Linked DNA regions of Mus musculus: regions 1, 2, 4 and 5 are each linked to region 3. A link is a contact called in public ChIA-PET, Hi-C, HiChIP or PLAC-seq and promoter capture Hi-C data. All regions are on one chromosome and are shown on one strand. Each heading gives the region's core, a stretch centred on a gene start, on an enhancer-like site or on the middle of the called end of the contact. The rest is flanking DNA. Distances are from core to core; before and after follow the strand shown.

Region 1 (5,064 bases), core at 2,163-4,662, 450 kb before region 3:
TGGAACTTTTGTCGAGTGAGCTAGGGTGAAAAGCAAAAAGGGAACTTGTGAGACTGGAGAGGTGGTTAAGAGCCTGTATTACATTTGCAGTGGAAACAAATGTCCAGAACTCCAGCTCCAGGAGATCTGACACCCTTTTAGGGCTCTGTGGGCACCTGCACCTACACAGTTATAAATAATCTTGGTTTTGGTTTTGGTTTTGGTTTTGTTTTTGTTTGGTTTGGTTTTGTTTTTAAGTCAAAGAGGCTCCGAGTTCCTTATCTTCTCCTTTGGGTCAAGGGGATCTCATTAAGACTTTAAAAATGATGTGTTTATAAAAAGATAAACAGAGAGGGGGTTATGTTCTATGCTGGGGAGAGGGTGTGGGGGTGATGTATTGGGGGGGGGTCGGGAATGTCTCAACGGACCCATGCTGAGGCTTCCCTTCCCCCTGAGGGACTGGCCACATGAAAGTATAGTATAGAGTTTATTCAGGGCATGGGGAGGAGAGTTAAGAGGGTAGTAGAGGCAGAGAAAGGCAGAGGCTGGCCATGGCCATGAGCACGTGGAGAGAGGGGAAAGGGAAGAGAATGGGGAAAGGGGGAGCAAGAACAAGAGAGAGGTAAGAGATCAAGAGAGGGAGGAGGGGGCAAGCATCCTTTTTTATAGTGGGTCAGGCCTACCTGACTTTTTGCTAGGTAACTGTGGGGAGGAGCATACCTGGCTGTTGCCAGGTAACTGTGGGGGTGGAGTTTAGACAATGCTAACAACAACAACAACAACAACAAAAACCCCTAGTCACACTAACTGAATCCACCTAAAATGTAAACATTTCAGAGCTCAACATGTTAAATGCCAAACACTATAACCATTCCCTAAACTATAACCAAATCAGCTTTGGTCTAAAATGTCCTAAAACCCAAAATTGATAACCACTCCCCAAGCTGTAAACAAATCAGCTTCAGTCCAAGATGTAAAAATTGATGATTTATAAGGCTTTAAAGTATTTTAAATTCTCTATTAAACATTAATTTCAAATCTAATGTTTACTTAACTTGTACATGTAGTAGTGTGGAGGGTATGGCCTATGGGGCTGAAAGGCACTTGGCAATTAGGATGTCTACATAAATTTGTCTTTCAAATATGTTTTGTTTACTCATACAAACATTCATTATAATACCATGCTAATATAATATCACGCTTAGACATATCATGGAGCAGGAGCAGTTGTTTGGGCAGAAACACCATGTACAGGGACGGATTCACAGGGAAATCTTCTCATAGGCTTGATCTTCATCCTCCATGAAGTCCTTCAACTGTGGCAGGCTGGGGATGGCACTGAAGGAGATCCTAGGAGGTCCTTGTGAGCATAGGCCAGGAGCCATCACAGGTAGGCCTGTGTGGGCCCAGTGACACACAGTGCCAGAAGTTCAATGGTCACTGAGGCCAGGGCCATACACAGTCTCAAGTCTTCTTGCTGATGGGAATCCACACTGAGGTTAGAGAAGCCTTGTCTCTGGAGCAGGACAGTTTGATCCTAGAGTAGAGACCACTCCCAATCTTTCAATTTATGTATTACTTCATTAGATGGTAGATTTGTGCTATCAGGGTTCACAGATTGTGACTAGTTGACCAGCATAGGAAGTGTCTACCTTGGGGAGTATTTCATTAGCTTAGTAAAACCTGTCCTGGACTTGACTTGTATTCAAGCTGCCAGGTGGCCAGCCTGGAGCTTGTAATTGTGGCCTGGCTCCTATCAGAGCTGCCTGGTGGCCAGTTTCTTTTTGCTTGTTTGTTTGCTTGCTTTTTTTGTTTGTTTGTTTTTGTTGTTGTTGGTTTTTAGAGATATTGATTTCTCTGTATAGCCCTGGCCGTCCTGGAACTCACTTTGTAAACCAGGCTGGCTTCGAACTCAGAAATCCGCCTGCCTCTTGGTGGGCAATTTCTATCTCACATACATTGCATTATTGCAAGTCGCACAAAATTGTTACTAAGTTACACAATTTCTTTAAACTTATATTCCTAACAATCAGTCAGTTGGTGGAGGAGGCATATAAAGGTAGAGGCACTTATAAATCAGGACCTTGACCATTCATTAGATGCCAGGACTAAAGCCGACTTTGGTTTGTGATACTCTGGCTGTCACAGACCACCAGAAGGAAGGCAGAGAAAGCATGACGGATGTCTTACTATTTGAGATGTGGTGGCATATACAAGGGGAGAAGCTAAGTGGGGAACTAGATAAATAGGTTTGAACTCCGAGAAAGCAAGGAAAAGAAGTGTAAATCTGAAATGTATTGATTGGAGTGTTGGCAGCAGATTAAATCATACAGGGAAATTTGTGGAGTAGGAGAAAAGGATGAGGCTTTTAAAACTCTTAGCGATCATTCAGGGCAGGCAAGCCAGTCAAATAGACTTGGGGGTGGGGTGGGGGAGGGGGACAGGAGAGAGAAAAGGCAATAGGCATAAAGAAGAGGGCATTTTAAGGAGGAGGAAATTGTGAGATGAGGTAGCATTGGGAAGCAAAATGTCCTCTGGCCTTAGTAAGGGCAGAAGACAGCAGAGGTGACTGGCAAATGCAGTTTCCCTGAATGAAAGCCAAATGAATGAAGTTGGAAACAGCTGTGGTTGGGGGTGGAGGTGGGGGTGGGGGAGGGGAGAAGCACTCTGCTTCAGCGATGAAGGGCAGCGAAAGGCAGGGTGACACATAGAGCAGAGGAAAGCTTGGAAGTCACTTGGTGCTGAGGATGCGGACTCCACTCCAAAGAGGGAGACAGATCAGAGACTGATGCTTTGAGGAGGGTCGGAGGTCATTGAGGTTTGAGGTCTGTAAGTCTGGTAGTGGAAAGTACAAAGGTTTTTTCTCTTGAAGGTGGCAGCACAAATAAGTACTAGGAGTGGAAACTGAGTGGGTGACCTTCCCATCAGGAGGGAGGTGTAGCACCTAGTGGTCGTGACTGTATGGCACTGCTCCAAAGGAGGCGCAGTCCTGAGGTTGCACGGCCTTAGGAGGAGGAAGTCACTTCCCGTTTCAAAGGGAGAAAGTGGGGACATTTCTTCAACAACTTCAGACAGAAAGAAGCGTGGAGTTGAGATTTTCTGCAGGGATTCCACAGCCCTCGGCGGAACGTGCGAGACAAGCCAGGAATAGGCTTAGAACGCACGGATCCGCAGGGAACAGCGGCCAGGCCCGGGAACCGCCGCTGCTGCTTCGCGTCCCAGCTGCGCTTTCTCTTCCCAGCAAAGCCTGTCTGCCCCTGCGCCTCCTTCGTGGCGAGCGCTCTGTTCCGACGTCACTCCGACACGGACCAATAAGCGGAAGAGGAGAGCGTGAGTGATGGAAAGGGCAACCGATGGTCCCGCGGCGGGAGGCGGGACTAGACGGGAGCGGGCAGCCGCGAGTGGGAAGCGGCGCGGCGGGGGGCGGGACGCGGCGGGGTGGGAGTGGGAGGGCAGCCCCTCCCCTGGCGGCGGCGGGCTGGGGAGCCGCCGGAGTTTAAGCACGCGGGAGGGGAGATGAGATCGCGGCTCGTGCTCCTTGCAGGTAAAGCGCGGGGCGGCCCGCTGAGGGCCGAGCGCAGCTGCAGGGCGCTCGGAGTTGGGCGCGGGCTCCCGGGCTCTCAGCTGAGCCGCCAGCCCTGCGCTGGGGCCCGGGGGCGGCGCCCGAGCTCTGCACCTCTACTAGAGTTAGCTCCGACACTCGAGCTGCCTCCCGCGGACGCCGCCCCGGGCGGTCTGCGCCTGGGTAGAAGCCGCACCCCGGACAAAGAGCGCGCGGTAAGGGTGCGCGCCCCGAGCTCAAGCTCCGGCACTGCCCTGCTACGGCCGAGGTCGCCGAGCCAGACCCTTGCCTGCTACTGTCTGACCCAGCCGTGCAACAGCTTTGTAACCCGGGAGTCCACCGGGTGCAGCGGCCACCTGGCCGCGGGGTCCCCGCGCCTGGTCGCCAGCTGGCCAAGGCACGGGCGACGGCTGGACACAGCCGGGTAGCTTGGCCGCCCGCCCAGGGTTACACGGAGAGCCACCCAGCAGAGCCAGGAGTGCCAGTTACTCTACGCTCAACTGTGGAGCAAAGCTGGTACCACTGGCCTGGGAGCCTGGAACGGCTGCCAGGAGTTGGGGGAGCCAAGCAGGTGGTGTAGCAACCGCCTCACCTCCTGCGAACTCCACGGGGAGTCTGGGTTGTTGATGTTGTGACTGTGGGCTGTTTGTGTTTTCTTTCTTTTTATAACTACACACAAAAGAAAGGAGGAGTTAGAGGACAGATATCTCCACTGAATCATCCACACTTTGCTCTCTCCCCGTGAACAGATGGATGGGGAGAATTATAGTAAGGATTGACTGGAACCATTTTTGCCCCTTGTACCTGCATCCCCCGAAAGCTGTGCACTATAGGTGGAACTGGGGCAAAGTGAGGTATGCTCGCCCACCTGGGTGGGAAAATGGTTACATGCTAGCAAAGTGGAAACTTTCTGAGGCAGAAATTCTGAATGTGAAACCTCAGATGGGCAGCCACTTCTTGAATTAGGAAGATGGGTCACAACAGGATTCACCTTACTCTGCTTTTGGCCCATCACTACAGAGGATGGCTGGCTCCTTTGCCTCTAGCACAATGTGTGCTAGCTCTCTCTGCATCGTGCCAGATACGGGTGGTCAGAAACTATCACATTATTTAATCTGATTTCTAGAGGCAAGGTTGCCCTCCATCCTGAAGGGCAACTGGCCCTGGATGCATTGCCCTTAATGTAAAGGACAAGAGGCTCTCCATGCCTGTGGAAGAGTCTCCAGTTAGGTGGCTGCAGCCGGTTCCCCGTTTTCCCGGGGTGAATCAATTAGGTTGGGTCACTCTGCCTCATTGCAGCCAGGGCTGCTGTGACCATTGTTATCGGAAGCTTACAGTTCACAGCTCAGTGCCATTTAGCCTCTGGGGAGATATTGTTTGAGGTCTTTTTGACCTTTTGATTATTGACAGATGAATATATTTTAACCCCCTATAAAACCGAGGCTTAATATTAAGAGTTTGAGTATTGGGGATGGAGACTACTGGTTTGTTCCACATTGAACCTCTCTAAGGAGCCAGTTCAG
Region 2 (4,735 bases), core at 350-2,849, 380 kb before region 3:
TAGACACAGAGTGGCATTATTGGAGGTGGCCCTTGTTGGAGGATGTGTGTCACAGGGGCTGGGCTTTCAGTATCTCTCTCTCTTCCTGCTGTCTGATTATCTGGATGTACAACTCTCGGCTACCTAACATCATGTCTGCTTTCATGCTGCCATGCTTCTCACCATAACAATAATGGACTAAACTCTAAAATATAAGCCAGCTCCAGTTAGATGGTTCCCTTTATAAGAGTTGCTGTGGTCATGGTGTCTCTTCACAGCGATAGAAACCCTAACTAAGATATCATAAGTCATTTTTAAAGGTTCAGTGACTATCAAAGACAGATGAATCTGATTTTACCATATTTACCTGGAACCTGGGATTAGTTGCTTATTTACTTTGTGCCCCAGTTGCTTCCAGTAAATACAATGGGACCACTACTGGTTTTATTGATTTCTCCACTGTAAAATGAGATTGTGGTAAAGGAGTAACTTCAAGCATACTTAGACCCTTAACCTTCTTCTTCAACGATTTAGTTTTGTAAATTAGCTTGCCGCATTATGAGTGGCTCTGAGACTTTCGTAGTACTGCTTTGTTCTTCTCTCCATGCCTCCTTCCCTCATCCCTGCCCATCTTTGATGTCATGTGTAATCCTATTACTCCCTGTTTCTCCCCTTCCCAGGCCCTCCTTTAAGACCCCATTTTCCTTCTCATGGTCCTCTTTCTATAAAATTGGTGGTTTATAAATGTGATGATTGTTCAGGGTTCTTGTAGACTTGGACATCTATTTAAAATACAACCACTTCAGCATCATTTGATGCTACGTGAAAACCAAGAATATAACACGATTTCAAGTACTCCACATACACAAAGTCAAAGGGATGGGAAATGATGAAAGGAAAAGCAGTAGTCATATAGTTAATTTGGGTCTCGATGAGGAGACAATGGGTCTCTAGTCTCACCATCTCTGTGACGTTGCTTTCACATCCCGATAGGGACATATAGAACTCTCCAGCATCACGCCTGCCTGCATTCTGCCATAGGAACATCCTTCCATGATAAAGATCTCTAGAGAAAAAATTGCCCTCAGCTTTTGGTTCTCATACATCTTATGTCCTAAGGGTAGGATGTAGGGGAAAGCTAGTTCTTCCATTAGCTCCTAAACAAGTTTTATTTTAAAAAGAGTTGGTAAGTAGGCAGAATTGCTACAGTTACCTGTATCCCGTAGGGATATGTACGAGCAGATGCGATGCCTTAATTGTCCTGTGGAGCCTTCCTCAGATCTGAGTTTAGCATCACCTCAGTGTCTATGTGAAGGGGTGAGTCTCTCTGAAGTAGTGAATCTTAGGCGTGTTTGGGTCTAACGTGGAGTCAAAGCATGTGTGATGTAGAGCTGAACCTGGTGGGAGCAGTCGAGCCCGTGTCTGGTGGTGGGAGTGGTGGTGGGGAGCTTGCTTGCTTGCATTTCGGAGGAATGTGGCTTCGGGTTCTTACCTGCGCGGTTCCGGCACATGGGGAGTGGCGTGCGCGCTGCCAGGTGCGCTCCGTGGCGCTGCCGGGGCGGGCGGAGCGGCGAGAGACCAGCAGGAGCGCCGCCCGGGGCGGTTTGGTTGCGACACCCGCCCAGCTGGGCATTTCCGCTCCGTGGTCCGGGCGCGCTCCTCGTGATTCCCCCGACCGCTGCAGGTGAGGCGCCGAGGCGGGCTGGGACTGGGAGCCTGGGGGCGGCTTAGGGACTCTGTCACCAGCCAGCGAATGTCCGCTAGCGTCCCGGCGTATGGGTCTGCCTGGCGGAACGCGCTGGGCGGAGCGCGCATTTGACCCCCCACCCCCACCCCGGAAAGCTGCCCGGGCGGCCCGTGCTGTGACTGCTACCGGAGCGGAGCTGATGCTTGCTCTCGCGGGACAGACAGCTCCAACAGGTAGCTTAAGATCCTAAGGGAATGTGGCTAGCGGTTTTCAAAAGAAATGTTTTTTTAATTTTACTTTAGGAGTCACTTATGTGTGAAGAGTCCAAAACCTGAAAAAGAATCCTAAACCAACTTCTGTTGGTCCGTTTCACATCTGGATTTCCTTTGGAACCAGTAGTAAAACGCCTGGAACTTTGGCGATCCATCCCTTTGATTCTATCCGTGGTTATTATTGCTGTTTAACTCTAATCAACGAGTTATAACGTTACAGCCTCGCTTAAAACCCATTTGAGGTGTGCGTGTATTTTAACTTAGCTTAACTCCAAGCTCATTTATTTATGTTAAAAGATTTCTTCTAATTGAAGTCTTTCTCCTGGTCTGTTTCCTGTAACTGAAGTGCTTGCTAAGTGAGGAACTCTGCAGTTTGGCCTCATTTTCCTGAACCTTCTCTGAGAAGTCCCTGAGTAAGCAGGCCAGACTTCAACAATAGAGGGCATTTTTCTCTAAAAGCTAGTTTGCAAAGTTAATTGGTGGATTTTTTTTTTTTTTGTACTGAACCTTTTATTTAAACTAGTGAACTTACAAACCATGTCCTTAGCATGCAAAAGGCCCAAGATTGGCTCTCCAGCACTGGAAAATAAGCAGACCAAGTTGGGATTAGGAATGTGGCTCAGTGGTAGAATTCACCCTTCTGTGTGAAGTGGTGAGCTGGACTGACGTCTGTCTGTGGTGGTCATTAGTGGATGGCAGTGTGTGGTACAGAACCAAAACCAAAACCAAAACCCTGCAAAGGTTAATTTTTTTTAAGTACAGGATCAAGCCAGGTGTGGTGGCTTATGTCTGTGATTCCAGCACTCAGAACGCTAAAGCAGACCATCCTGGGATATGCAAGATCTTACATCAAAAAAATATCAAAACCAAAACAAATAAAAGTTTCTTCTTTATCTAGTAAGAACTTTTGAGAGCTCCAGTTCTGTCTGTCAAAGCTTGAAAAGGAGTCATGGGATGACTCTTTATTGGCCTTGGCCAGGGTCTTGTTAGGGGAGAGGACCCTCTGCCCTACAGACTAGTGCTGTCATGTTTGAAGAGGGACATGGTCCATGGGAAGGTAGCAATAGGAAGACGACATCAAATGATCTTAGCAGCCTTCTCTAGAACATTCCCCATCTGAAGCCAGTAAATACTGGAAATTTTATTTGGAGACTCTGAGCTAACAATAACCACCCAGCATCTTGACTAACACTCATCCTTCAGTCAAAGGCTTCCCTGTATTGTCCCACCCCTATAGCCATGGGTATCTATCTCCCCTCTTTGTCCTAGTGGTATGCTTGCTGGGCATCTGTTTCACCTGTTTCAATGCCACATTATTTGGTAATTTTTATGTGCTATTGACTCTTTGCTGGACTTCAGACTCCAGCTAGATAAGAACTACCCTATGTTGTTCATTCCTGTTGACCCTAGTGCCTTCTACATAGCCACAGAGTAGGAAAAAGTAACATTTTGAGATAGGCTTAGTGAGAGTTGAAGAGGAACCAACCAGACATTGTGCATTTGTTCAAATAATTACATCTGCTTTATAAGAATAGAAAATGGTTTGTCCACATTTCTAGGGTATACTTGACAGAGAATACCCAGCCACTGCCAGTATGACAATGTGTCCTGAACATCAGCTTCCTAAGGCAAGAAGCTAGTAGATGTGCTGGGTGTGCCACTCTCTGGTTGGCTGTGACATACTGTTGGATATATTGGCTTCCAGAAGCTGAGTTGTCTGCCATCCCTTACTAGAATCTCTGGTCACTTTCCCCGTATGCTAACTGGCAAATGTCTCAAGCAAATTCTGAACTCCAGTGGCCCTAGTGTCAGTACATAGGTTGAGCATTCCTAATACAGAAATTTGTTATGCTCTGAAATCCAAAACTTTCCTAAGTGACAAAAGTGTTGGATTTCACACTGTTTGTATTTCAGGTTTTTATGTTAGAAATGCTTGACATTAACTCTTCAATTAAGTCACCCCAAAATCTGAAAACTTCCAGCATCTAAATAATTTCTGGTCCCATGGGTTTCAGGTAAGGGCTACTCAGTCTGTTGTTGTTGTGTGGTCTTTGACTGTAACAAAATCACTAGTGACAAATGGATAGATACCAGACATGGTGTTCACCATGTGGTTGCAGAACGTCTTTGAGTGGCTGTTGTGAGCAATGCTGTGAAGGAATGGGGGACAGGGAGCCCCATCACTTACAGTACCATTATTACTGCCAAAAGGATTTTATAGAATTTATTTTATGAGCACAAAAAGTTAAATTATCAAGAACATCAGTTACAAGCCAGGCGTCATTAACACACACCTATAATCCCAGCATGTGGGAGGTGGGGGCAGAGGGATCAGGAGTTCAAGGTCAGTCTTGGCTAAATAGTGAATTTGAGGTCAGCCAACTGCAAAAGACCTTGTCTGATAAAAACAAAAGTAGAGCAACTATAAAACTGTTAAGTAGGAAACCAATGTATGGATTTCTTGTGTTGATGAGTAAATTAAAAAGGAATTAGCATTTACCAGAGACAGCTATATGCCAGACATGATTATATCTGGGATGCATTCTGTTACTTGGTTCAGTTTATTCTGTGATTTACCCTTCTTTCAGATGGAAATGGACAGTATTTGAGGGCTAGAGTCTCACTTATTTTCTTCACATGAAAGTCATTATTTGCCCTTTTTTTCAGTGCTATAACTGAAGTTCAGAAAGATGGGATGCTTGAACCATGGACAGGCACTCAGACAAACAGTTGGCTTTTCTTGAGTGTAAAGTGCAGTGCAGCTTGTTCAAAAGTCTGTGTTCTTCTGTTTTCTTTA
Region 3 (4,935 bases), core at 703-3,202:
TGTGCTTAATATGAGGACTGAATGGCTTAATTTGCAATAGTTGCCTAGGGCATAAGGTCAAAATATGGACTTGGTCAACTCAGTCTATTTTATTTTATTTCACCACCAAAACTTCTCAACAGCCTTTTAAAGTTATTGCTTAACTACTAGATGAAATTTCATAAACACTTGAAACTGTACTCACCCCCTACACAGGAGGAATTCAGTCAAGATTTGTTTGTAAGAAACTATCTAAAAAAAGCACATATCCAATATATAATATCCAACCCTGGTGTGGTGGTGAATACCTATAATGCCAGCATTTGGAAAGTAGAGCAGGGGTTGAGGATTTAGCTCCAAGGCAGAGTACTTGTATAACAAGTACAAGGCCTCAGGCTCAGTCCTCAGCCCTGGGGTGGGGCCAGGAGACCAAAATCTTCCTCCAGTACACAGCAAATTTGAGACCAAGCTAGGCTAAGTGAGGTCCTGTCTCAAGAAAACAAACCCCACAGAAGAAGAAATATAGAAAATGTGACTCCAAAGACCTTACCTTCTCACTGCAGGTAATTTCATAAGAAAATGTGTAAAAGTCTTAGCAAGAGCAAATGAAGATTAAGTGATTACAGGATGATAAAAGTTAAGGAACAAAATCCGTGTGGCATTACAAAGAACAATGAGAGCCAACTTTTCAAGGCTGACACAAGGGAGAACCTTCCAGCTCACACTGCCTAAGTGGGCCTGTTTGCATTTCCTTAAAAAGAGTAAAAGGCTGAGCACAGCAGTACACTCTACACTCAGGAGTCAAGAGGCAGGGAGATCTCTGTGGCTTTGAGACCAGACTGCTCTACACAGAGTGTTCCAGAATAGCCAGGGCTACACAGAGAAACATGTTTCTCAAAAAAATAAATAAATAAAAAATAAAAAAAAATTTTTTAAAAGAGGCAGATCATATCAACTCAAATTTCAATGACCATAAACCAAACGCTGTAGAAAATAAATTTTTAACTTTTTCTACTGAGAGATAGGGAAGGATTTGAGCCTGGCCTTAAACTCACAATCCTCAGCCTTTCCAATGCTGTGATTACAGGTGCACACAGCACTACACATGATTGCACGGCAGGGAAGATTAGCAGGCACACTCAACCAGCTTTCAAGGGGTTTTCAGGGGTCATTCATTTTTAAGAAATCTGCTCAAGTGAATTAGTAAGTGTACTTTAAAAGTTGGGGAAGTCAATGCTGGCAAGGCATTCAATATATCCCATATGGAAGGAGAAAGGAGGTTAACACGAATTCCCAATCTGTGAGTCAAAATGTCACCATGACATCCAGGGTGAACCACAGTTTCTAATCAGGCTAAGCAGTTCTTAGGAAGAAAAATAAATTCAGACGGTGCATTTCTCACGCGTTACAATGGTGTCATACAGTTTAAGCAGGATTTCAAGTCACACGTGTGCTCTGTTAACAATCTTGACTTAGCACAGTATTTTCAAACTCACAGCCTTAACTATTCAAACAGCAATTCATGATGCCCCTTCAAAGTCGTTGCAAAGACAGCAAAAGAACATGTGGACTCTTAACAAGGGCTCTCTAGAAAGCTGCAGGAGAAACCAGCACCGCGAGACTCTGGGATGCAAGCCCGAAGGCCATCCCGAAGGAGTGCAGGTAAAGCTCGGACCACTTAAGCCTGTCCCTCGGATATGCGCGTTCAAGAGATGCCCAGTGGCAGGACAGAGTGTGAGTGCAGCCTGGTCAGGGCCCGGGCCTGGGGCAGCCGGGATGAACCGCGGGTGTCGCCTGGGAACCCGGAGCAAGCAGGCCCACGCGAGCCCGGTTCTGCTCACCTTCAGCGTCCCCAGCAATTGCTGCTGCGAGGACCGCCGCCAATGCCGCCTGGCCGCCAACAGCGCCACGGTCCTGACCCACTGCCCCGCCATCGTCCACCCCGCAGACTTGCCGGCTGCTGACCTCTCACCCTCGTCAAGGGGCGGGGAAGGGGAGTGCCCGCGGGACGGCCAATCAGGAGCCTTGAGCTCTAAGCTCCGCCCCCTGGCGAGTAGGCTTGGGAGGGAGCTGGTCCGACTGCGGCGCAGAGCCGGTCGCCTAGGGCTTACGCATATGGGATGAGAACCGCACTAGGACCCGGAGGGAGCCGACCAAGGCGCTCCAGCAGCCAGTCCAACTCCCCTACTGCTGAAAAAGCTGACTGGAGCCTGCTTTTGGCTTCCAAAGAACCAACGTTGGCCAATCGGGTGCATCCATGCTCCTTTTAATTTCTCGGTGGATATTTTAAAGTAGATCTCACCAATAACCATCTCTGTATCAGGACTGGTGCTCACTTACTTCGCCTGTCCTACAGAATTAACTTAAAACAGTCAGGAAGCCAGGCTGCAACATGTAGAGGTCTAGCCAAAAAGACAATTCGCAACATTTGCGATTGGCTGAGAAACTGAAAGTTCTTACCAAAGTAGGAACATAAGTAGCAAAAATTACCTGTTTCACCAGCGCCAGAGGCATTTTCCTAGTCAGGAAACCCAGTTTCCCTTCTCTTTCCCTCTTGCTACTTTCATCACCATCTTTGTATTTAGTTTGTAGTTTTAAAGTCCTGTTTTTACTGCAAAGATTCCTTCAGTGAAAGGGGCCTGTAATAGAAACTACTTGGCTCTATAAAGGGACTTAATCACGGAGCCTGAGGACCTAAGTCTGATTTCTAGGACCTAAATCAGAGGAAAGCACTAAGTTCCACAAGTTATTCTCTGACCTCCATATGCATGTCATGTACACACACATGTACACACATACATATACACACAAATAATTTTTCCATCTGAGAAGTACAAGTAAATACATTGAAGAAAAATTATAATATCCAATTGTAATTTTTATTTATGTATACTTTTGTGTATAAGTGCCTGCATGACTATATGTGTACCATATGTGTGCCTGGTGCCTGCAGAGGTCAAAGGGCATCAGATTCTTAGAACTGGAGTTACATCAGTTGTGAGCCACCACGTAGGTACTGGGAATCAGTGGTTTGGTTTTTTTTTTGTTTTGTTTTGTTTTGTTTTGTTTTTAAGATTTATTTATTTATTATATGTAAGTACACTGTAGCTGTCTTCAGACACACCAGAGGAGGGCGTCAGATCTTGTTACGGATGGTTGTGAGCCACCATGTGGTTGCTGGGACTTGAACACTGGACCTTTGGAAAAGCAGTCGGGTACTCTTACACACTGAGCCATCTCGCCAGCCCCGGAATCAGTGTTTTTAACTGTTGAGCCATTTCTCCAACACTGATAAGATCCCTGTAAGCAGCCCATGAAATGCCTGTCTTGCTCTCAACTTTGTCCCTGAAGAGCAACCATAGGAGATTCTTGGAGCTTTATGTCAAAGAGACTCTCTCATTCTGGTAATAACTTACTAGATAAGAATATTAATCCGATTATGGCAATTTTCAAAGTTCTCAGATATGGTTGAAAGCTCCAACCCCACCCTCACAATTCTGTCCACAATTATTTTCATGGAAGCAAAGGGGAAATTTTTAATTACCACTGTCCTTAAGACTGATATAACTAGCTAGTCCGTTTAATTATAATCTACGAGAACAAGCAACATTGTAACCACTATTGTTCGGAAAGCTACTTCTAAGGATAAACTTAACTCTTTGTGTCCCAAAAGACTAAACGGCTACAAAGTCTAATTTTTGCTTCAGATAATGGGAATAGATAAAATACTATGTAGCGAATACTCCAGAGGGAGCTCTGAATGGTTCAAACCTTAGACTCTGTAAGCTAACACTTGCCTTAGGCTCTACAGCAGATAAGATTGATTGATGAAAGTGAAGACCCAGCCAGCAGAACAGGGACAGATCTAAGCTGCTCGAGTCCACAGCTGTGTAACCCACTATGCTAAAGCCCTCTATATGCATGGCTTCAAATGTGGCTTTTACTTTTTTAAGAACTTACTTATTTTTATTTTAGGTATATGAATATTTTGCCTACATGTGTTATCTATGATGTGTATATAGAGGCCCATGGAGGCCAGAAGAGGGTGTCAGATCCTCTGGAACTGGGGTTACTGATAGTTGTTAGCATGTGGGTACTAGGAATTGAACCTGGGTTCTCTGGCAGAACAGCCAGTGCTTTTAACCACGGAACCACTATTCCAGCCCCAGTGTTGTCTCTTGAAGGCCTGCTCTTTTCTGAAGGGAAAAAAGAGAGGGAATGTATCTGGGGAAAAGGAGACGTCAACGGAGCTAGGAAGACTGGACAGAGGGGAAACTGTAATCAGAATGTCTTCTATGAGAGAAGAATCTATTTTCAATTTTAAAAAATTACCAATTTAGCTGGGCATGGTTGAGCACACATGTAATCCCAATTCTTTGGAGACAGGAATGGGAGAATCCTCACTTCCATGTAAGGATGATAAACTCAATAATAATAACTAATAATAGGAATTCATCTTAACACCGTTTCCATCCCCAGTTGATATATCTATAGTATAACTCTTGTACATACAGCCCAAGGAGCATCAAAAAAGAGGAGCCAGAAAGACACTAAAAGCAGGAGAGGACCAGAAAATTTTCTTTGAGATTGTATCTCCTAGAAATAACAGAAAGGCTTAGCTCATCATACCTCAACAATATGGCTGCCTAAAAAAAGACCTGAACAAGACGAATGCCAATAGACATGCTAACATAAAAAGACAAAGAATTATAGGAAATTAAGGAATGCTGGGAGTAGGAGAAACATTTTTCTCTAGAGATGAGCATCCTATTAAATTACACACTACCAACTGGACAGCCCTAAAACCATATACATACAAGTAATACTAAATGGACTGAGCAGATTGTATTTATATATTTATGTATGTGGACACACACATACACACATACAAATTAAAGAAAAAAACAAAGTTGAGATGGAGTGAGGGAAGGGGATATGGGAGGGATTAAAGGGAGA
Region 4 (4,500 bases), core at 1,944-4,443, 320 kb before region 3:
GTAAGACACTGAGGGTCCCTGCCCCCAGTTGGCTCCAGTTTGTAAGTAATGATGCCAGCAGCCAATGGCTGGCCCAGGACAGACAGAGTTGAGGCCTTTGGGATCCCAGGCTGGGGAGAGAGAGGTGAGGAAAAAAGAGAATTGCCATGATAGCAGTGTACGACTGACCAGCCATGTAAGAATTGGAGTAAGTGGCTCTAGTGGCCACTTCCCTGATTTGGGTCTGAGGTAGCAGAGATGAAATATAGATTTTAAAGGATGTTAACTCCAGAGTACTGGAGGGAAGTGTTTTCTCACTGTGGAGAGGATTAGAAGTGCCCAGCCTTTTAAAAACATTGAAACTAAGCTGGGCAGTGGTGGCACATGCCTTTAGTGCCAGCACTTGGGAGGCAGAGGCAGCATATCTCTTAAGTTCAAGGCTAGCCTGGTCTACAAAGCAAGTTCCAGGATAGCCAGGGATACACAAAGAAACCATACACACATATATATATATGAATGTGTGTATGAGTATATATACATCTATATATGCACATGTATGTATACATACACATATAATGCTAACTATAATTTTGGTACCTATATTATTTGAAAAATTTTGTCTGGGGTGGGATGGCTTTTAAAACACATTATATAATTCCAAAAGCACAGTCTAGTCTGTTCTGATCGTGAAAGGTCACTATTGGTCCTCGACTATTGTGTTTTCTACAACACTTTGGGCCTGTTTTAGGTAGGAGTGGGAGTCCTTTTCCAAGTCACCAGATTTTTGGCTGTCATTTCAGTTTTGAAGTCCTCCTTCCAGTCAGCTTCCTTCCAGTCCTTCTGGTAAAAAAGACCCACAGGGCCCTGGAGGTAACTGAGCTGGTAGAGTCCCTGGTCCTCAGTTTGAGGACAAGATTCAGAGTCAGATCCCACAAAATGCACCAGAGAACTGACTGTCGAGCTGTCCTCTGACCTATATTTTGACCTTCACACTGTCCCCAAGGCACACATGTGCCTGTACTCACACTCCCACAGCAGCTTTTTCTCTACAGAATTTTGAGTATAATATTGTCCACTAAATGGAAAGGATTTGGTAGCTGGGCATGGCAGCACCAGCCTTTATTCCCAGACCTCAGCAGGCAGAAGCAAGCAGATCTCTAGGAGCTTGAGGCCAGCTCCTAGTGAGTTCCAGGCTAACCAGGACCATTAAGCAAAACCCAGTCTCATAAAAATAATAATTAACTGTTTAAAAAAATAAATAAAAAGAAGGTGAAAGGATTATGTGGCCAAAACAACTTAGAGAAGAGCTTTCTACATTCTCTCTCAGAAATTCAAATTAGACACTGACTTAGTAAAGACTGGGAAGTGGAAAAAGAAAAATTATGACTTCATTTAACCTACTACTTATATAAATTTATGTAAGATACAGTGTTTCTTTTTAAGTGAGTTCCTCTTAGGGGGAAGCTGCTACATTAATTGCACTAACAGCAATTCTTAGAATTGTGTGCAAATTTATAGCCAATAGAGTTAAAGTTGTAAACCTAGGGTGTCCCATTTAGTGACTCTGTTTTCCCTGTTATAACAGGATTTGATACAGATAACTCCCCATCCCCAAAAATCAAACCTCTGGGGTGTGATATCTCCAATCTGGAGGTCCACTCAATTAAAGCAACAGAAGCTACTTCTTTGGGCACTTTACTGATGATTACTAGCTCTGTAAAGTTACATCCTCAGGTCCTTAATTGCTTCTACTGCACAGATAAGTTATCAGCGTTGCTGAGGCTTCTACCTTACTTTCATTCCTTTTCTCATTTGTGAATATTTTCTATTTCAGATAATTTAGGCAACATAACTCATTTGTTTAATATGTTTATATATTTTTCTAGCAGGTTATAGGATGCATGCCTAATGTCTGCCCATTCCAAAAAGACCAGATGATCAACACAGGAGCATGAAGGATTTTCACTCTAAGTTTAGTATCCTAGGTTCAGCATTCTGTGTGTGTGTGCCTGCATGTGCAGTATCCTATATATGTCACCCCAGCCTTAATTTCATGTCACAATTCAGGTCCATATTGCATCCTTCCATGGTAATTTACTGATCACAATCTCAATGGCTTGCAGATGTTGTTCTGTTACATGGAACTCCCCCGGTTCTTTATGAAAACCCTGCTGTCTATGGACTGAATGGAAACACTGTGAGGAGTATACAGTCTTTTGCCACAATAGGCTTTGGTCCCAGTATTTTCCACGTGGAGCCCTCTGAGAAGGCAGTATGCATATGTATACGAGCTTTGCTTCCTACCTCTGCTATTAGCTAACTGAACTTGAGGACAGCAAACCCTAGACTTTCCAGTGATCCCTCAACATCTAGGTGAGAAAAAACGGAGAGGGACAATCAGACTCCCCTCTTGGGAATGACAGAAGGAATGGTTGCAGGGAGAGCATGATCTAAACAGTGGCCATGGACACAACAACATGTATCCATCTGTAATGCCTTCCTAAGGGCTTGGGTGACCAGTCTTTCCTAAAGGTATATCCTGACAGTATGTTTAGAAAATGTGAATGAATTTCTTGCAAATGATATAAACAAAACAATTCCTTAAGAATCCTTAGCATTGTAAGCATAGATGGAAGAGGAGTGCTAACTCTTGTAACTCCTACCATGGGTCATCTCTATGGATTGGCTCCCCCGAAGGCCCTGACCTATGAAGTATTTGAACTTTACTCAGGCAGCCAGTCTGCATGTGGCTGTCAGCTCGGTTCAAATACGGGATAGATCTCAGAAGACCTAACTAGAAATTTAGGAAGTGCCCTGTCTTGTCACGAGTGCTGCCAAAGCAAGTTAGTACAGTAAATACAAGAGATGGCAAGGAGTGCAAGAGTAAAAGATTGCTGTGTGGCCAGTGCTTGAAGTAAAGTGTCTGATGTGGACGGACAGACAGACACACGGCACCAGGCCCCATGACCTTACTGCTGTCGAGAAAGCCATGAGTGGCTGGTGTTTCCCTTCTGAACACACCACACCACTCACTGTCTTTCAGTCCTCACTCCCTCTGCTTCCACTGTGAGACAGGAAAGAGAAAGGGAGGACAGGAGGGGAAGAATGAGGGGAGAATTCAGTGTGAAACTGAAATCACCACAGGCCTGCATTTCTCAGAACAAACCTAGATCTAATCAAAGAATGCATCAGATAGGCAGGAAGGAAACGCAGTGCCACCAAGCCTAAGTAGGCAGAGCGCTGAACACTGGGCCTCTCTGAAGGGCTCCCCACAGAATCACTTGGGAGCTGCCTCAGATGGAAACAGCCCATGTGTGAACAATTTCAGTGGAAGTCATTTCCCACTCCTGTCTGTAAATTTGGAACTATGTAGAGGTCACCAATAGTAAGAGTGGCATCTTAGAAAACTCTACATATGCAGATACACCCACATACAAGAAAGGGCAAGTTCAAACACTTCCAATGAGGTCTTGGTAACCCAGTCAGGTTTTTAATCTCTGAGCACATTGTTTGGAAATTTAGAGTGGCAGTGCAGAAGTTATCACAATGCATCAAGACGGCAGGTACACTAGGTGAGTCTGTCTAAGCCTGGCTTGGTAAATTTAGTTTTTTATTTTGGGAGGCCATAATCCCTATGTATCTAAGCATTTTCCTTAACATGGGTCAGAGAGTCAAGTGTTTCGTGAGAACCTCAGTCGACTCATGTCAAACAGTGTGAATTTGCTACTGACTTAAAATAGGGCCAGAGTTCTTGCCATTTCAGCCTGAGGATCATAAACACAATGGCCACCTGAGACCACAGAGCCGGATATGAGCTACTTATAGTAATACTGAGCCAGGGAACAAGAATAGCAGGAAAACAGCCCATTTTCTTGTGGTGAGGGCCTTTGAAGTAAACTATTTCTTAAACATACTATGAAGTTCAAAACATAAGTCTTTGAAGGCAGGTTATCCTCCTCAGCACAGTGACCACTGCTAATCAATTACTTCCTTTTCCTCTTGGATTTTATTTGTGAAACTGAGACCCATATTGTTGTTCTTTATCTAGGAAACCCACTGACACAAAGTGCTACAGCATTCTTGGACTCATGTCCCAAGATGGAAAAAGCAGCAAGACCTAGCTCAGAGATTCCCTACAGTACAGGAGATGTGCATATCCCCTGCTGTTCTGTCACAGTTTGGCACACCTTCACATCACAGAGCTATGGAAAAAGAAATGAAATAAGGGCCGTGGAGATGCTCAGGGAATAGAATCCTGCTGTCAAGCATGGTGACTTGAGTATGAATTCCCTGGGACATCCACCAAAAAGTTGGTGTTGTAATGCCTATAATTCCAGGGTCAGGGAGGTAGAGGCAGGAGAACCCATGGGACTTGCTGGTTCACTAGTCTAGCCAATCAATACTACCAGGTTCAGTGAGAGAGATCCTGTCTCAAAAAATAAATGAATAAACAGAAGAATGATGGAGGAACACACTGATTTTGACCTCTGGCTTCTGTGAAGGTATGCATCTGCATATGAA
Region 5 (5,058 bases), core at 368-2,867, 350 kb after region 3:
ACTGACAAGCCTCAGGAAGAAGTTAGACTGCTCCCTGAGTGATGTGTTAGACCTGGAAGCGTCCTAAGGACTCATGTGTAGCTTGAGAAATAGCTACAGATGGTTCTATGTAGCAACTTTGATAGGTGTGTGTGTTCCCATCTATATTTCTTGGCTCTGTCAAGTGAGTTATGCTCCCTTCCTTGAAAGCGGAGTAATTCATATACATCCAGCATGGCCACAGAGAACTGCATGAATAACATGACAGTCTAGAGCTCAGGGCAAACGCTGGTGGGTCAGAAACAGGGATCAGGATTTCTGGTCTTGAATGGCCCCTGCGTGCTCAGCAATGGTTCAGACACTCTGAAAATAAGCAAGGAGCCTCCAGAAGTAGCCTACTGGTCCCAGACAGCACTTACATCCTCTGGTGGGTTTACTAGGACCACACTAGCACAATTGGCTCACTAAAGCCAAGTACCTGCCCTTGATAGAGATGATGCATGGTATGGGGGGCAGGGTGGTGGTGATAAAAAGGAGTTTACACTAAGCTCCAAGCCTATTAGAAGTGGTGACTGTGTGCGGTCAGGACTGGTCCTTTCACACTTCAGAAACGGAATCTCTGGGCTGGCCCAGGACCCCTCCCTTACCACCACTCAGGTTCCAGGAGTGATTTTCCTCCAGCCAGGGTGCAAGGCCACAGATGAGAAAATGAGGTGCCTAAGACCATATGGGTCCTGTCATGGGTCTGGGGTAAATCATGAAGCACAACACAAAAGATGTAAAAAACGCTAAACTGTGAACTCTGGCTCCATCGCTCCGTGGGACTTTGAGACAGTCTCTGATCCTGTTTCCTCACAATAGGCAAGACACCTTAAAGGAGAACTCAGGACACGTGCAGTTAACAGATAGGCAAGTGTCATGAGGGAGGGTCACTGTTTGTGACAATCTACAGTTCCTTTACCAACTAGTATTGCTATGTAGGCCAGGCTGGCCTCAAACTTGCTATGTAGATTAAGTGTAGCCTTTAACCTGCGTCCTCCTGCCTCCACTCCCCAAGTCATGGAATTCTTTTCAAATATCTACTCCAAAGCTGATGACGTAAGACTTAAAGTCTCTTGTTAAACCAAAGAAAACTTCAAAATATATGCTCTTTTCACCTAAAAAAAATTCAGTGTTTTTCATGAGCAGATTTTGGCAAAAGCTTTTTGGAACCCTCAGTCATTCTTGGTTGGGTAAGTGGGTCCAGAGAACAACATTTGGGAACCACTGTGCTTCACATAGGTGGGGTGAGCGTCTCAGCTACTCCAGAGCGCCCCTAAGTTAGCGCGGTACATGCCAGATGCTGACAGCCCTGCCAACCCAGTAACGTTTGTACCCATTGCCCGGGTCCACGCAAAGCCCTCCCACTGGGAGGCAGCAGCCGCAGCGACCTTGGCAGAGGTCAAGGACCGGAGGCACAGAGGTATCGGGCTAGAGTGCCCATGCAGGCTCCAGAGACCACTCTGGCTACCGCCTTCGCCGCGTGGCGGGGACAGAGAACCTGAACTCACAGCCTGGGCAGCGCCGCCGCTCCACGAACCGTGTTCCGCAGCACGCACAACGCCATCTTCCCGACTGGCCCGCCTACGCCCCGCCCTCGCCCCGCCTAGCTGGATTCGGCCACGCCCGCCCTACCAGGCTTAGCCCGGCCCCCCGCTTGCCACAGCCCAGGCCAGTCCAGCCAGACTCAGCCCCACCTTGCTTCTGCTGGCGAGGCCCCATGCAACGCTTCTCTTTCCAAAACCACGCCCGCCCTCGTTAGCCACTCCAATCCTCTGCGAGCCCTGCGCGGCTCTGCGCGGAGGCTTTGGTGACCCAATGCTCCGCCCGCTTCTGAAACGAGTTAGAGAAACTTGGGTTTTCTCTGGCAGAGAAGATTTAGGTTTCCGAGGGGCTTTTTTGCTGTTTTTATTATCAACGTGCCCCTAACACAGTCGGTGAGCCTGCGATGGTGCATAAGCTAAAAGTGGTCAAAGCAAATGGGCTCTACCTGAAAAGGTGCAGGCTTGGGACCCACACAGGCCCCTTCCCAATGCCTGCGGGTCTCCGGAAACTGAGAGAAGCTGCCATCGGTCGTCTTTCCTAATCCAGTGGTGCCCTACCTAGTGTCTGGTCCTTTCCACTCTCCACCCTCCACCATTCCTCTGTCTTCTACCTCTGCAGTTTTGATTTTGGTGGTCACTACGTTCCGTTTGTTCTGAATTGACACTCAAAGTCGTTGTCGGAAGCTGGATTAAAAAATAGACCCCAGACGGGCGTGGTGGCTCACGCCTTTAATCCCAGCACTTGGGAGGCAGGAGAATTTCTGCGTTCGAAGCCAGCCTGGTCTACAGAGTGAGTTCCAGGACAGCCAGGGCTACACAGAGAAACCCTGTCCCGAAAAACAAAAACAAAAGACCCCAGAAGTCCTTTGTAGCCAGAGTGGCAGCACAGATGCCGAATATCTGCAAGACTGAGTTATCGCTTAGTTTATGATACCAACAGGGCAGACTGTTCAAACCCTCTGTGAGGCCCCCTCACACCCACCCGGACCTCTCCTGCCTGCACCCAGTGAGGACCATCCCACTTTCCTGTCTCCACTGCGGGCCCCAGTCTGTTCCGCCAAAATGGAGCCTGAGACAAAGCAGTATCAGGAACACCCATTCCATCTCTAATTTACACATCTATATCTTGTACTAAGAGACTGAGCAGGCAAGCTTTGTCTGTCTCCAGATACTAGATCACACTCTTTGTCCTGTTACACTTCTCTATGGCCATCCATCCACCAGTAAAAACACAGGTCTGGGGGTTTGAGTTTTTAAAACTTTTGTTGTTGTTGTTGTTGTTGTTGTTGTTTGAGACAGGGTTTCTCTGTATAGCCCTGGCTGTCCTGGAACTCACTGTGTAGACCAGGCTGGCCTTGAACTCAGAAATCTGCCTGCCTCTGCCTCCCAAGTACTTGGATTAAAGGTGTGTGCCACCACCGCCCGGCCTTGAGTTTTTATTTATCAATAAAAGTCACGTAAGGCGTCAGTTACATGCACAAAAGAGTTATTGCAAGTTTTGCACCTGAGGGGGTCAGAGGGATTGAGGGGAGGTAGTGGGGGAAGACGGGTTGGGAGGGTGAAAGACTTCAGGGCAAAGTAGAGCAGGCATAAAACTTCAGGGATCTGAGAACCTCCTGGGCCCAGGTTTAAGTGGCCTAAATGCCTTTTTTAATAATATACTCGGGAGTAGAATTTAGGGCCTCAGCCAGGCAGGCAGGAGCTCTATCTACCACTGAGCTACACCCTGGCCCTAAGTGGCTGAAATCTTGGCATTGTTTCACAAATACATTTGTCCTAGATAGAAGTGAGTTATATTTTCACCACATGGCCTTGTAATTATCGTGAAAACTCAATTAACCTTCATTGTTTGTCTTATACTATCTAGCTTTGTATTGGTTCTACAGAACACCTCCTAGGATTCGCCCGCTGAAAATATCTGATCAACCTCACTGTTTGCTGTAACATTTAAATAACTTTCCAGTGGGAAAGGGCAGACCCATTAGGAAAATGAAGCCCTTTATTCTCTGGTTAGGAACCCCAAAGGCTCTTTATCACAATCCATTCTTTCCTTCCTTTTGCTGTCTGGCCGGATGTAGGGTTTTCTCACCAAAGTTGAGTCTCAAAGGCTGAGCGGGCCGGTGTCACTGGTTTCAAACTTCAGAATGGCGCACTTAGAAAGAAGCCTATTAGAAGTTCTGTGGAATGGTTTTTAAGCAGTGGCACAGATAGAACTTGGCTCTGAGATCATTGCTGCCTCCTGCTGCTAAGATACAAAACCCTCCCAGCCGCGCTCCCGGCCAGCGCTGCCTTTGATAAGGGTGATGGCTGCGTCTGGCTCCTTGGGGAGAAAGGAAGAGACGTCTCTCAGATTTAGGCCAAATGCAGAATATCTAATGGCCACATCGCGAGCCGGCCGGGCCTTAGCTCCCACTCTTTAAGTCGAGGAAGTTAGACTACATAACCTTTAAAATACCCTTCTGCTCCGGAAGGCCTGACGTCTGATTTTCTGACTGCATGATTTTCCAACCCACGCTGCAGCATCCCCTATGATCAGAAGGCCGGTGCCGATCCTTGTAGACCTTCTAGGCCATGGTCTCTGCTTTGTCTCCATAGCTCTTCTAGTACTTGTCTATGTAATTTATTTTTTTGTTGTTGTTGTTGTTTTGTTTTCTTGAGACGTGGTCTCCTATTGACCAGGGTGGCCTCTTACTCACTATGCAACTGAAGTTGCACTTGAACTCCGATGCTCTTTCCTGCACTTCCCCAAGTGTTGGAACTATGGTCATGTTGGTTTCATGAAGTGCTGGGAATCGAACCCAGGGCTTTGTGCATACCAGACAAGCACCCTACCAACTGTGTTTCTCCCCCAGCCTCAGTTTCTGTGGTTGGATGAATACTGGCCTCCAAATTGCTTGCATCCTAACTGCTACAACCTATGATTGTGTCACTCAGCATATGTGATGAAGGAGCTTGAGGTGAGAAGATTATTCTGGGTCACATGGGAGGACTCAATGTCATGATAAGCATTCCTATGAGAAGGAAGCAAGAGAGTCACATCACAGTGTAGGTACGAGACTTAGAAGCACAATGGAGTCTGGGGTGGGCCATAGTCAAGGCCATGGGACCCCTAGAAGCTGGGAAGCCAGCCAAAGACTGCCCTACCACATTCCAAAGAACCTGCAAGAACACCTGAACTTATCCCCATGAGAGCTGTTTTGAACTCCTGGCCTCTAGAACGGCAAGATAATAACTGTTACATTGTTTTAAGCCACTAAGTTTGCAGTAATGGATTGCAGAATCAAGGGGACCCTGAGGTGCCTAGTAAAAATGAAACCTTCTCAGAGTTCCTCTACCAAGGAATGACTCTTAAAGACTGACTTTAAGGCTTGTGGAGGAGCTGAGGATGTAGCACTGTGGGTAAAAGATTTGCCTGGCATGCATGAGGCCCTGGGTTCCATGCCTAGAGCATGCCCAGTGCATAAAGTGGATATAGACACATGCCTGTAGTCCTAGC

What was found. A called contact is a pair of places that touch in the nucleus more often than the background predicts. ChIA-PET counts read pairs in DNA pulled down with a chosen protein or histone mark. HiChIP or PLAC-seq counts read pairs in DNA pulled down with a chosen protein or histone mark. Capture Hi-C pulls out chosen DNA fragments and counts their contacts.
Region 1: a contact with region 3 is called in a promoter capture Hi-C map of adipose tissue. The contact joins the promoter of Tmtc4 here to the promoter of Pcca in region 3. A contact is called at or near these places in 6 of 484 Hi-C or Micro-C datasets (CD4 T cells, the G1E-ER4 cell line, LSK cells and 3 more), 1 of 115 datasets of contacts at active chromatin or transcription factors (extraembryonic endoderm stem cells) and 3 of 9 other capture datasets (adipose tissue, liver and pancreatic islet).
Region 2: a contact with region 3 is called in an RNA polymerase II ChIA-PET map of memory CD8 T cells, with 53 read pairs. The contact joins the promoter of Ggact here to the promoter of Pcca in region 3. A contact is called at or near these places in 4 of 39 promoter capture datasets (hippocampal neurons, liver and neural stem cells), 4 of 484 Hi-C or Micro-C datasets (embryonic stem cells, granulocyte-monocyte progenitors and liver), 2 of 115 datasets of contacts at active chromatin or transcription factors (embryonic stem cells and memory CD8 T cells) and 3 of 9 other capture datasets (adipose tissue, liver and pancreatic islet).
Region 4: an H3K4me3 HiChIP or PLAC-seq map of the 230-238 cell line shows a contact between it and region 3, with 13 read pairs. The contact joins the enhancer-like site here to the promoter of Pcca in region 3. A contact is called at or near these places in 1 of 484 Hi-C or Micro-C datasets (nephron progenitors) and 8 of 115 datasets of contacts at active chromatin or transcription factors (the 230-238 cell line, CD8 T cells, the SCID.adh cell line and 4 more).
Region 5: a contact with region 3 is called in a Hi-C map of muscle stem cells, with 2.4 times the contacts expected there. The contact joins the promoter of Clybl here to the promoter of Pcca in region 3. A contact is called at or near these places in 4 of 484 Hi-C or Micro-C datasets (the G1E-ER4 cell line, muscle stem cells, pre-megakaryocyte-erythroid progenitors and 1 more) and 3 of 115 datasets of contacts at active chromatin or transcription factors (embryonic hindbrain, kidney and memory CD8 T cells).

The regions. Positions count from the first base shown.
Region 1 is chr14:122,981,631-122,986,694 of GRCm38.p6, reverse strand. It overlaps Tmtc4 (transmembrane and tetratricopeptide repeat containing 4), which reads left to right and starts at 3,412. Exons shown (of 18, transcript NM_028651.3): 1 at 3,412-3,523.
Region 2 is chr14:122,910,029-122,914,763 of GRCm38.p6, reverse strand. It overlaps Ggact (gamma-glutamylamine cyclotransferase), which reads left to right and starts at 1,599. Exons shown (of 3, transcript NM_145466.2): 1 at 1,599-1,663. It overlaps 4930594M22Rik (RIKEN cDNA 4930594M22 gene), which reads right to left and starts at 1,734. Exons shown (of 2, transcript NR_155287.1): 1 at 1,472-1,734. It overlaps Gm46488 (a long non-coding RNA gene), which reads left to right and starts at 3,893. Exons shown (of 2, transcript XR_001781477.2): 1 at 3,893-3,953.
Region 3 is chr14:122,531,345-122,536,279 of GRCm38.p6, reverse strand. It overlaps Pcca (propionyl-Coenzyme A carboxylase, alpha polypeptide), which reads right to left and starts at 1,952. Exons shown (of 24, transcript NM_144844.2): 1 at 1,821-1,952. The coding sequence starts at 1,913.
Region 4 is chr14:122,851,379-122,855,878 of GRCm38.p6, reverse strand. All of the region lies in intron 21 of Pcca (propionyl-Coenzyme A carboxylase, alpha polypeptide), which reads right to left. Among named protein-coding and RNA genes, the nearest start is that of Gm46488, 57 kb to the left of the region's middle. Within about 2 kb of position 3,193, at least 45 of the 459 cell types and tissues checked have an H3K27ac peak or open chromatin away from gene starts, as enhancers often do. A contact at or near this core is called in the 230-238 cell line, CD8 T cells, the SCID.adh cell line and 2 more, where this site is marked.
Region 5 is chr14:122,178,253-122,183,310 of GRCm38.p6, reverse strand. It overlaps Clybl (citrate lyase beta like), which reads right to left and starts at 1,617. Exons shown (of 8, transcript NM_029556.3): 1 at 1,530-1,617. The coding sequence starts at 1,585.